Linked DNA regions of Mus musculus: all the other regions are linked to region 4. Evidence: chromatin contacts called from public HiChIP or PLAC-seq, Micro-C and promoter capture Hi-C data. All regions are on one chromosome and are shown on one strand. Each heading gives the region's core, a stretch centred on a gene start, on an enhancer-like site or on the middle of the called end of the contact. The rest is flanking DNA. Distances are from core to core; before and after follow the strand shown.

The links. Promoter capture Hi-C pulls out the DNA fragments that hold promoters and counts their contacts. A called contact is a pair of places that touch in the nucleus more often than the background predicts. HiChIP or PLAC-seq counts read pairs in DNA pulled down with a chosen protein or histone mark.
Region 1: a contact with region 4 is called in a promoter capture Hi-C map of liver, with 2.9 times the contacts expected there. The contact joins the promoter of Sat2 here to the promoter of Gucy2e in region 4. A contact is called at or near these places in 19 of 39 promoter capture datasets (the 3T3-L1 cell line, 3T3-L1-derived adipocytes, the C10 cell line and 13 more), 2 of 115 datasets of contacts at active chromatin or transcription factors (astrocytes and large pre-B cells) and 2 of 9 other capture datasets (adipose tissue and pancreatic islet).
Region 2: a contact with region 4 is called in an H3K4me3 HiChIP or PLAC-seq map of forebrain, with 5 times the contacts expected there. The contact joins the enhancer-like site here to the promoter of Gucy2e in region 4. A contact is called at or near these places in 25 of 39 promoter capture datasets (the 3T3-L1 cell line, 3T3-L1-derived adipocytes, the C10 cell line and 16 more), 1 of 15 datasets of contacts at CTCF or cohesin (the NIH/3T3 cell line), 1 of 484 Hi-C or Micro-C datasets (bone marrow-derived macrophages), 14 of 115 datasets of contacts at active chromatin or transcription factors (bone marrow-derived macrophages, craniofacial prominence, embryonic basal ganglia and 7 more) and 2 of 9 other capture datasets (adipose tissue and liver).
Region 3: a Micro-C map of embryonic stem cells shows a contact between it and region 4, with 1.8 times the contacts expected there. The contact joins the promoter of Arhgef15 here to the promoter of Gucy2e in region 4. A contact is called at or near these places in 5 of 39 promoter capture datasets (hematopoietic stem and progenitor cells, liver, neutrophils and 1 more), 3 of 484 Hi-C or Micro-C datasets (embryonic stem cells, liver and pre-B cells) and 2 of 115 datasets of contacts at active chromatin or transcription factors (bone marrow-derived macrophages and pancreatic cancer cells).

Annotation. Positions count from the first base shown.
Region 1 is chr11:69,620,715-69,623,414 of GRCm38.p6, reverse strand. Sat2 (spermidine/spermine N1-acetyl transferase 2) reads right to left here and starts at 1,363. Exons shown (of 6, transcript NM_026991.3): 1 at 1,083-1,363; 2 at 871-922; 3 at 625-708; 4 at 454-555; 5 at 263-303. The coding sequence starts at 1,148.
Region 2 is chr11:69,526,013-69,528,712 of GRCm38.p6, reverse strand. The region is part of intron 4 of Dnah2 (dynein, axonemal, heavy chain 2); the gene reads left to right. Among named protein-coding and RNA genes, the nearest start is that of Dnah2, 22 kb to the left of the region's middle. Within about 2 kb of position 1,447, at least 80 of the 459 cell types and tissues checked have an H3K27ac peak or open chromatin away from gene starts, as enhancers often do. A contact at or near this core is called in craniofacial prominence, embryonic basal ganglia, embryonic forebrain and 3 more, where this site is marked.
Region 3 is chr11:68,955,480-68,958,179 of GRCm38.p6, reverse strand. It overlaps Arhgef15 (Rho guanine nucleotide exchange factor (GEF) 15), which reads left to right and starts at 1,293. Exons shown (of 16, transcript NM_177566.4): 1 at 1,293-1,334. It overlaps Gm32273 (predicted gene, 32273), which reads right to left and starts at 1,193. Exons shown (of 3, transcript NR_168013.1): 1 at 1,142-1,193; 2 at 376-786.
Region 4 is chr11:69,235,721-69,238,420 of GRCm38.p6, reverse strand. It overlaps Gucy2e (guanylate cyclase 2e), which reads left to right and starts at 1,399. Exons shown (of 19, transcript NM_008192.3): 1 at 1,399-1,475; 2 at 1,767-2,505; 3 at 2,599-2,700. The coding sequence starts at 1,776.

The sequences.
Region 1 (2,700 bases), core at 114-2,613, 390 kb before region 4:
ATTCCTGCAGAGGCAGGCAGACCTCTGAGTTGGAGGCCAGCCTGGTCTACAGAGCAAGTTCTAGGACAATCAGGACTACACAGAGAAACCCTGTCTTGAACAACAAACAATAAAAAGAAAAATCTTTCTCATCCCCCTCATTCAACCTCGACACTCCCACTTACGTGACTGATTGATTGATTGATTGATTGATGGTTTGGCTGACTGGCTGGCTTTCGTTTGGGGGCGGTAACTAGTTTGTAAGCCCCACCCCTTTGCTCACCTCAGCCACCTTTTTGATTATTTTGGTACCAATCCCTTGACCTATAGTGGAGAAAGGGACAGGAAGGACTATTATTTGAGTTGAAAGGGTATCAAAGGAAACTATAATCTGAGGTTGGGGTAATGGGATAGGTCTGAGGACTGTTCATTGGGTCTGTGGGCATTCTGTCCATCCTTAGCCCCAGCCAGTACCCCGATATTGCGGCATCACATAGATGTCTTCCAGATAAACGTTTCGTCCGGTCCATGTGCTATAGATGAAGTAGTACAGCCCATAGCCCACCACAAGGGACCCTGAAAATGAGAGAGAAGAGTGAGGCTTTTGGGAGGAAAAACACGGAGGATAACTGCAGGCTTCCTTACCTTGTGACTCCCCAGGTGCTGGGATAATCTCTGCCACCAAACAGTGAAAGAAAGGGTTCTCTCCAAAGCCATCTGCTCGCAGAGCTATAAAGATTGGAGGTATGACAAAAAAGGCAGAGATGGGCCGGGAAAAACCGGAACTTGGAGTAAAGCCCAGTCCAGTAGTTACGATCTTAGGACTCCATCCTTCCACCCCATCACCCGCCCCCCATCTCAATCAGGACCCAGGTGCACAGCCTCACCCACCTTCTTCACTGATCTTCACCTGATGGGACAGTTTCTCGAACTCTGCCAGTTCCTATAACAGGGGTACCAAAACAACATTAAGGCAGGAAGGTCCTGATCTCTGAGAACAGGGTCCAAAGGTGCACCCTCATTTCTGACTCCCCAACTCCAGCCAAACTGCTCCCAGCCCCCCACCCCCACCCCGCACTGTTTTTCCAAACCGCAGTCTTTACCCGGATCATCCTCATAATGTCTCCACAATCGCTCTCCCTGGCCTCTCGGATTCGCGTGGAAGCCATTCCGAGCCTCACTGTCAAAAATCAAAGATCACAGACAACTCCCACGTTTGCAGAACCGCGGAGGTCTGGTCTCAAAGCTCAGGTCTCAAAGTGCTGGGAGCGAGGGGCAGAAGAAATGCTAGAAGCTTCTAGACAAGATTCTGGCACCAACCGGTCTCAGCTGGGAGGATTAGCCGGCCTGGTGGTCTCTTCTGCCAGAAAAGGCCTTAAATTCTGAGCCCCCTCCGGGCCTCCCTGCAGCCAATCAGCTTGCTGCTTACGACCATTTCCCCACCCCCACCCCCTGGTCCCGCCTCGCCTCGCTGTCCAGTGACTGGACTCTGCGCCGGACTACTTAAGCTTCCTGTTTGTTTGTTTATTTTTTGTATTTTGTATTTTATTTATTTATTTTGGTTTTTCGAGACAGGGTTTCTCTGTGTAGCCTTGGCTATCCAGTCTGTGTCGTACATACCTCAAGCTTAAAAGTCCTCCCCTACCCTGCTTTAGTTAGAGTACACTCCAGTTAGCTGCTTTAGTTTTCACTCTTAGCCGTCTAATCACTGGGGCATCCCCGACCCTGAGGGAGCCCAAGACCCCCGACCGGTTCCTGTAGCTGTCTTTGGTAGTGGAAGCCCTGTGCTATGCCTCTGGCAGCTTTTCCTCCTTCCCTTCTTTGGTTCTAGGCATTAAATCCAGTACTCAGGACATGCTGAAAAAAGCCCTACACTTGATTCCTATAGCTGTTTTGTGGCTCATAATGGTGTCCTCAAAGGGACAGTTGTGTTTTGACGTTTCCTCATTAGGTTCTGTTAACAAATCCCTGTAATTAACAGTAACAGCAGGTCCCTTATTCTTTTTTCTCCTTTATATCTGATAGGGTTTGTTGTTGTTGTTGTTGTTTTGTGGTTTTTTTGTTTGTTTGTTTTTTGTTTTTGAGAGGCTGGCCTCGAACTCAGAAATCCACCTGCCTCTGCCTCCCAAGTGCTAGGATTAAAGGCGTGCGCCACCAAGCCAGGCCTGATAGGGTTTTCAGGGAGTGGAAGATTTTCCTGGATATGTAGCCCAGGCTAGGCTCAAATTTGCTGTGTAGCCAAGGATGATCTAGAACTACTGATTTTCCTGCCTCTACCTCCCCAGTGCTGGGATTATGTATATCACTATATCTGACTTAGCCTCAAACCTTTGATGTTCTGGGCTCAATACCCCTTTGTTCTCCAGTAGCAACTGGGGCTACAATCTTGTGCCACCGTGTCCACCTCTTTTTTTGCTTTGTTTTTGTTTTTGTTTTTTTGAGACAAAGAGTCTCACTCTAACACCCATGCTGGCCTGAAACTCATGATACAGCTGAGGCTCTCCTCAAACTCAAAGCAGCCTCTTATCTCTTACAACTTCTCCAGTGTCAAGTGTTTGGGTTGTCGGTGTGAGCACCACGCCCACTCAGCCTTGAGTTCTTATTTTATTTTCAGTGAGTGAGTGTGCTGTCTGTGCAGTTGTGCTTGCTGGTGCATGCGAATTCTCGGGGAGCAAGAAGTCTAGGTTGAATCTCTTCTTCAGTTACTCTGAGAAAGAGAGA
Region 2 (2,700 bases), core at 198-2,697, 290 kb before region 4:
TAGTAATTAAAACAGTTAATACTAGGGCAGGAGTATAAATGATGAATAGCAGCATTAAAGGAATGTATAAAAATAGATATGAGTGGGTTGGAAAGATGGCTCAGAGGTTAAGAGCACTGACTGCTCTTCCAGAGGGCCTGAGTTCAATTCCCAGCAACCACATGGTGGCTCATAACCATCTGCAGTGGGATTTGATGCCCTCTTCTGGTGTGTCTGAAGACAGCGACAGTGTACTCACATACATATAATAAATAAAATCTTGAGAGAGAGAGAGAGAGAGAGAGAGAGAGAGAGAGAGAGAGACAGATCCATTTAACTTGCTACAACAGTAGATGAGAGATTTTACTGTATTCTCCAGGTTAGGGTGGCTAGTTTAAACTTCCTTTAAAAAATGACTACGCACAGTAGCTTAGTGGAACCTTCAGGAGGCCCTGCACTCAATCCCCAGCACAGAAAGGGAAAAAAAGAGTCATGTCTCTCGGCATTCTGATTTTAGACTCCAAGGAGTGTCTCCTCCTGCCATGCCCACGCCTTTCTCCACTGTGATGCTCTGTGCCCTGTCACACCGTTAGCCAAAATAAACCCTTCTTCACTGGGGCAGGGGTAGAGGTGGGAGTGGGGGAGTCCATAACCTAGTATCTGATAAAAGGGGCAAAGAGTGAGACCTGGGACATGAAGGCAGCTCACAGCCCAGGATCCACAGAACACAGGGAAAAGGCATAATCAAATCTAGTGAATTTCACAAACAGGTGTGAACCCTAAACTGTGCTGAAGCTCCAAGTTCCTTCTCTTCCCGCACTTGGTTGGGGGAAAACCTTGGAGCATTCCAAACATCCCCCAAGAGGTTTGTCATTTAACAAAGATTTGCTATTGCCTTAAATTAGCCTTAACCACGTGCCCCTCCTCACACAAGTCTCTCAGGCTACAGAAAAGAGAATAACATAAAATACCTAATCCTTTCACTTTACCTTCAAGAGGCAAAATAAACTGGCCTCTCCCAGTGGGGCATCAAGAAGTCGCCCACAGTGTGCTAGAGCCAAAAGAGTGAATTGACAAAGCTGCTCAGGCATGAGCAAAATGGGGCGAAATTGCATGGCAACGGCGGGCACATTATACCAAGGACAAAGGGAAGAAAAAAAAAAAAAAGAACAAAGCGCGTATACAGGAGGGAGATCTAACCCAAGGAAGGAGGCTCCTCACAACAGCCACGGTGCAACTCGATACCAACATGAATTCAGTCTCTACGAGATGATAAAAGGTGGAAGGAGATGAAAGGGGGAGGTGGGGCACGGATCTTAGGGAACGAATAAGGCAGCGTGCTACAAAACCAGATGAGAAATGGCGGGGAACTGAATAGCTGTGGTTGAAAATCCGTCACCGACTGAGCGCAAGGCTGAGGCAGCCGCCGTTCATGAGAAAGAAAAGGCCGGACACATTAATGCAATTAGGGAGACGCGAATAGACACGAGGGATGGGCACAGCCCAGCTGCAGGAGTAGACAGCCGTCACAGTGTGGATTTAGAGAGAACATACAAAGAATTTTCCTGAGATGCACAAGGAACGGCGTCTGGGAGTGAGAAGGCTGCGCTGTTGCTGCTTACCGACGGCCTCTCACGTTAATGTCAGCGTGCATTTTAGTTTCAGCACTGAAATGTAAGGATGCCAGTTCTGGGGAACATTATGGCGTTCCACCGAGAACATTTAGCTTCAACCTAATAACAAGCATTTAGATAAATCCAAATTAAGGGACATTTGAAAAACATCTGGCTTGATTCTTAGAGTGATTGATAGTACAACGTAAAAGAGAAAGCCCGACATGATGGTACATGCTTGTAATCCTGTCACCTGAGAGGCTAAAACAGGAGGACACACACACACACACACACACACACACACACACACACACACACAGAGGATAGCAAAGGATAGGAGTTGTTGAAATGAAAGGAGGTTGTAGGAAACAGAGGCAGGAAGGAGTATTAGGAGTTCCAGGCCAGCCTGAGTATGAAACTCTGTCTATACCCCACCAAAAAAACCTAAACAAACAAACAAACAAACAAAAATGCACCTCAAACACCACACACTCACACACTCACTCACACACACACACTCACTCACACACACACACTCACTCACACACACTCACACACACACACTCACTCATTCACACACACACACACACACACACACACACTCACACACTCTCTCTCTCTCACACACACACACACAGAGGCTAGGCATGGTGGTACATACCTTTAATTTCAGCATTAGGGAGATAGAGGTGGAAGGATTCTGTGAGTTGAAAGCCATCCTAATTTATGTAGCAGTGTATTCTAGACCAGGGCTTACATAGTGAGACCCTGTTTCAGAAGAGAAACAGCAGCAACAACAAAATAAGACGATGGATAGCCCTGGGCGGGATATGGATGGGGAGGAAGAGATCCAGCTATACGTGACATCATTTGGACAACTGGAGGAAGTTAAATGTGGACATATATTGTATTAGATAAATTTTTCTATCACCATAATTACAGTAATTTTAGAAGATACAGGCCAAGCATTAAGGGTGTGGCATCTGGATGCCTGCAGCTCACAAAGGCTCAGGTATAAAGAGGGGACAGACAGATGGAGCATTGACATTGAATCCAGGAGGCAAGGATATTTTGTTAACTTTATTTTTCTTGAAAATTTTCTACGAGT
Region 3 (2,700 bases), core at 44-2,543, 280 kb after region 4:
ACCTCCAGCCTGGATTTCCTTTCCTTTCCATTTTTTTCTTTTTTTCTTCTTTCTTTCTTTCTTTTTTTTTTTTTTTTTTTTTTTTTTTTTGAGACAAGACCTGACCAGGTAGCCCAGTGGATTGAAATTTTAGAGTAGCCAGAACAGACCTCTTTGAGAGGGTTCCTTCCAGCTGCCCAGAGAACATGAAGAAATGCTTCAGGGAGATTTCTGGGAAGATTTTCAGGCATTAGGAGAACTCCAAAAATCCTAAGGTAGGAATAGGCCTGAAGGGAGAAGCTGGGAAATAGGGCAGATTGTGTGGTCCCTTAGAAAGACTAGGTTTTTTGGCTTTCTGCAAGAAGGGGTTTAAACCATCTTTCAATACAAGCTTACCTGATTTTTCTTCCCAGTGTCTTGATGTGTGCCCACGGAGTAACATCTGACAGGAACTTGCCCCTGCAACCCCCACCAGTCTCCCTCCCTCCTTTCTCCCCCAGCATTGACTTCCAGGACATTCGCTGTGGGAGCTTCCCAGTGCAACACTGAGAGCTGGGGCCTCCCGAGGAACTGGGAACACAGAATAGTGAGCAGCAAGTCACTCTACAGATCCAGGGGATCCCCTTCCCCACCACCCTCAACACTCACAACCCTGGTCTGACACAATGGCTGGGTGGGGCCAAGGCACTGGCTTCCTCTGCGGAGATGGAAATCTGGGCCTTCAGTTCCCGCCTCAGAGACGCAGGAACAGTTATCTGGAGAGTTTGGGCGGCATTTGGTGCTCCGAAGGGACAGGGGAAAGATTTGCTGAAAACAAAAAAACGACCTCAAACCATAGAGGTAAATTCCTGGTGGGGTGGGGTGGGGCCTCTGCAGATGTGGGGGAGGGTGGAGAAGAGAGGATCCCTCAGTGCAAAGTGTGGTTGGCTCACACCAAGGTTGGAAGATGGGGACGTAGACAGTTGTGCAAGCCAGACATCCCTTAGCTAAGAGGGAGGCATGAAGATGGTCATGCCGTTCTGCCAGCCCAGCTTGCCCAGGGCTGCCCACCCTCATTTGAACACCCTCCCACACACACACCCGCACCGTCACACACACACACCCCTCCCGCCACGCAGCAGTACAGGTGAGGGTGCATCGGAAACTAGCCTCCTCTGCATACCTGCGTGCCAGTCTTCTCTAACCTCCAACATCTTGGATGCCGGATTCCTCACATCCTCTAGGCCCGGTGTGCGCATGTGGAGCCTGGTGTGGCTGGGGGTGGTGGTGTCCGGTTGGGAGGAGGATCGGATTCCTGTTTCCTGCCCCTACTCACTCAGCTCTCGGAGGTGACTGGGAGTGGAGGGAACTGGAGGGTAAGTGCTTGGGGTCCCCCGACTCTCTGGGCTCATTCTGGAGTGGGTAAGGAAGTAACATGCGGTACCCGGTATGGGGAAGGGTGGGTTCCCTGAAGGTGCAGAGACTGGGGAACAGGAGGCCAAGCTTGGGTAACCACACTGACTGGTTGGTTTATTGGCACCATGCAGGGGCCACTGAGTGAGCTGCAATCTAAGGGGTTCCTGATAGCCATCTTTTCTCAACTTAACCTGGGACTGGAAGGCTATGATTTCTGACTGCCATAGGGAATTTAGAGGCTCTCTTGTGTCCCAGCTCTTCTCCCCATCCTCCTGATCCTCAAGAGGTAGAGTAGCACAGGTCCCACCGTCCCTGGGCTGCTGGTTCTGTGCCTCAGCCTGAACTTGTAGCCACCTCCCTGGCATTAGACAGGACCCAGAGTCAAACTGGAGCCTCTTTCTATGACCAGACCCAGGTGTGGCAGGAATAAGAGGATGGGAAGCAGAAGAGACCAGGCTGGGGCCTCCTGGTCTCCTGGGGTCAGAGGCTCCAGGAATCTTCAGGGCAGGAAAAGGAGACTAAAAATAATCCGGAAAGGGAGAGTCCGGAGAGAGGAACTGGGAAATGGGAGGGGGGAGGAGAGGCAGCCAGAGTAGGGAAACAGTGATGCATCCCTCAGCTCCTGCACCACACACACACACACACACACACACACACACACACACTCACTCACTCACACACACACTCACACATACACACACTCACAATACACACTCACACACACATATACTCACACACACATACATACCACACACACACTCACACCACACACTCACACACACATACACACCACACACTCTCACACACACACTCACACATACACCACACGCACACACACAAACACACACACTCACATATACACACACTCACACATACACACCACACAACACTGTCACACACACACTCACACATACACCACACACTCACACACACCACACACCACACAAACACACACACATACACACCACACACACACACTCACACATACACACCACACACACACTCTCTCTCACACACACATACACACCACACACACTCTCTCTCTCTCACACACATACACACCACACACACCACACACACTCTCTCACACACACACCGCACACACCACACACACACACACACAGTGCTCGAACCACATATTTCTTGATGTGTCTGTGACCAGCCACGACTGACTCCACTCTTCCACAACACAGCTTCCCAGGGCACACTCAACTCTCACTCATCCAGCCCTGGTTAACAGCGCACACCCGCTTACATAAACTCCTACACACAGCAACTACACCAGCAAGGTGATTTCTCCTCATTGAATCTTGCTACCCCTGCCTC
Region 4 (2,700 bases), core at 150-2,649:
TGGAATTTTTGTAATTCTACTTGTTTAAAGTTTTTCCCTAAAGCTTGCATATGAGTTGGAAGGCAGGAGAGAGGGAGGGAGGGAAGAGAGAAATTATGCAGGAGATGAAAGATAACAATTTAATCAAAACTAACCACTGAAGGGGTAAATGAATGTCCTGTGCCTGTAGATAGAATACCTCAGAGCAAGGGGGTACGGAGTGGCTGCAGCAGTCCCAAGCCTGGAGAGACCAGTCAACAGGTCCAGACCTTACTTATTGGCTGGCTCTCAGCACACAGGTGTGGCTCACAACTGTGTGTAACTCCAGCATTCTGATGCCTCTTCTGACCTCCATCGGCCATTGCACACATGTGGTGCACACATACATACATACATACATACATACATACATATACTCAGGCACCCATACATATGTAGAAAATAATTTTTTTTTTGAGACAGGGTCTATGTGTAGCCTTGGCTGTCCTGGAAGTCTCTAGGTATACTTGGCTGACTTCGAACTCATAGAGATCCATCCACCTGCCTCTGCTTCCCTTGTGCTGGGAACAAAGGCTATTACACTCTGCTATAAATATTTTTTTTACAGTTAAAATTGCAGCAATTATATGTTTGCTGTCTATCAACCTATGAACAATAGATGGAGTGACAGTTTATAATTGTGAAAAACTTAACATCTATGATGTTCTTCAAAATTTCCCCCTAGCTTTAGTGTCCACGGATGATTTTTAAAATTAACTCTATTATCTTATTTATCTTTGTCTGTATGTACAGACAGTGCACCACCAGGTGCTTTCTCTCAGAAGCTAGCACTGGATCCTCTGGAATTGGAGTTACAGATGATTGTGAGCCATCATGTGGGTGCTGGGAAATGAACCTGGGTCCTCCGAAGAAAGCAGCAAACGCTCCTAACCATTGAACCTTTATCTCTCCTCCTTCCCACAGATGATTCTTTTCTGAGACGGGGTTTCTCTGTGTAGCCCTGGCTGTCCTGGAACTCACTCTGTAGACCAGGCTGGCCTCGAACTCAGAAATCCGCCTGCCTCTGCCTCCCAAGTGCTGGGATTAAAGGCGTGCGCCACCACGCCCGGCCCCACAGATGATTCTTATCTGATTCCCTTTTTGAAGAGACAGCTGAAAAAGATAAACATTTTATTTTCATATGTAAGTCTGACGTTGAATTCGTGCGCGGTGTGAGGTACAGTCCAGATTCGCTTTCTCTCCCTGTATGATTAGTTAAAGCAACTGTGGCTGTCTAGAAGCAGGGCAGACCCCACTCTACAGAGGAGCTGTAGAGACTCTCAACCTCCATCAGCCCGCCCTGTTCTGCTTGATTAAAAGATCCTAATCGGCTTGGAGGGATTAAGGGCTGCAGCGGGCTGTTCCCACACCCCCCGCCCTGGGCTGGGCTGCCAGGGGAGACCGAAGGGGCATCGATCCTGTGACCCCTTAGCCAAGCCCTAGCCCCGGACTTTCCGGTAAGTAATGAATGACCCACACAGGAACTTCGGTCCTGTATGAAGGCGTGGGAGTATTCCCCACTGAACCCCCAAGACTGCTGAAGAGGAAGGGAGGATAAACAATCTAAGTACAAACAGGCTAAACCAAAAAGACCTTGGGGCGATGAGCTGGGCTGCCATCTAGGGTCCTGGAAGCCAAGACACCCTAGGGGGTTGGGCGGAATTTGAGAAACAGGCTTGAGGGGAGAACCTTACGGGAGTGAGTGCTGAGGGCCCTCAACTCTTATCTTGTTCGCTCTGTGTTCACAGAAGAAGGCAATGAGCGCTTGGCTCCTGCCAGCCGGAGGGCTTCCCGGCGCCGGGTTCTGTGTCCCTGCGCGGCAGTCTCCGTCCAGTTTCTCGCGGGTCCTGCGCTGGCCAAGGCCTGGGCTACCGGGACTCCTGCTACTGCTACTGCTCCCATCTCCTTCTGCCCTCTCTGCTGTGTTCAAAGTGGGGGTGCTGGGCCCCTGGGCTTGCGACCCCATCTTTGCACGGGCCCGACCAGACCTGGCTGCGCGTCTGGCCGCCAACCGCCTGAATCGTGACTTTGCTTTAGACGGCGGCCCCCGGTTCGAGGTTGCGCTGCTCCCAGAGCCCTGCCTGACTCCGGGCTCACTAGGGGCTGTGTCCTCTGCGCTGTCTCGAGTCTCTGGCCTGGTGGGTCCGGTGAACCCCGCAGCCTGTCGGCCAGCCGAACTGTTGGCTCAAGAAGCTGGAGTAGCGCTGGTGCCCTGGGGCTGCCCTGGCACGCGGGCGGCGGGTACTACAGCCCCGGCGGTGACCCCCGCTGCAGATGCTCTCTACGTCCTCCTTAGAGCATTCCGCTGGGCGCGCGTGGCCCTGATCACTGCACCCCAAGACCTGTGGGTGGAGGCGGGACGCGCTCTGTCCACAGCACTCAGGGCCCGGGGTTTGCCAGTTGCCCTAGTGACTTCCATGGAGACTTCAGACCGGTCTGGAGCCCGGGAGGCCCTCGGGAGGATCCGAGATGGGCCTAGAGTTAGAGGTAAGCTCCCCAGTAGAGTGCGGGCAAGGTGGGTGGGTCCTGCCGAGAGTGGACAGCGTAGCGAGCCAGCCTCTGTGTCCGTCCGCTCCGCAGTAGTGATCATGGTGATGCACTCGGTGCTGCTGGGCGGCGAGGAGCAGCGCTACCTACTGGAAGCTGCAGAAGAACTGGCTCTGACTGATGGCTCCCTGGTTT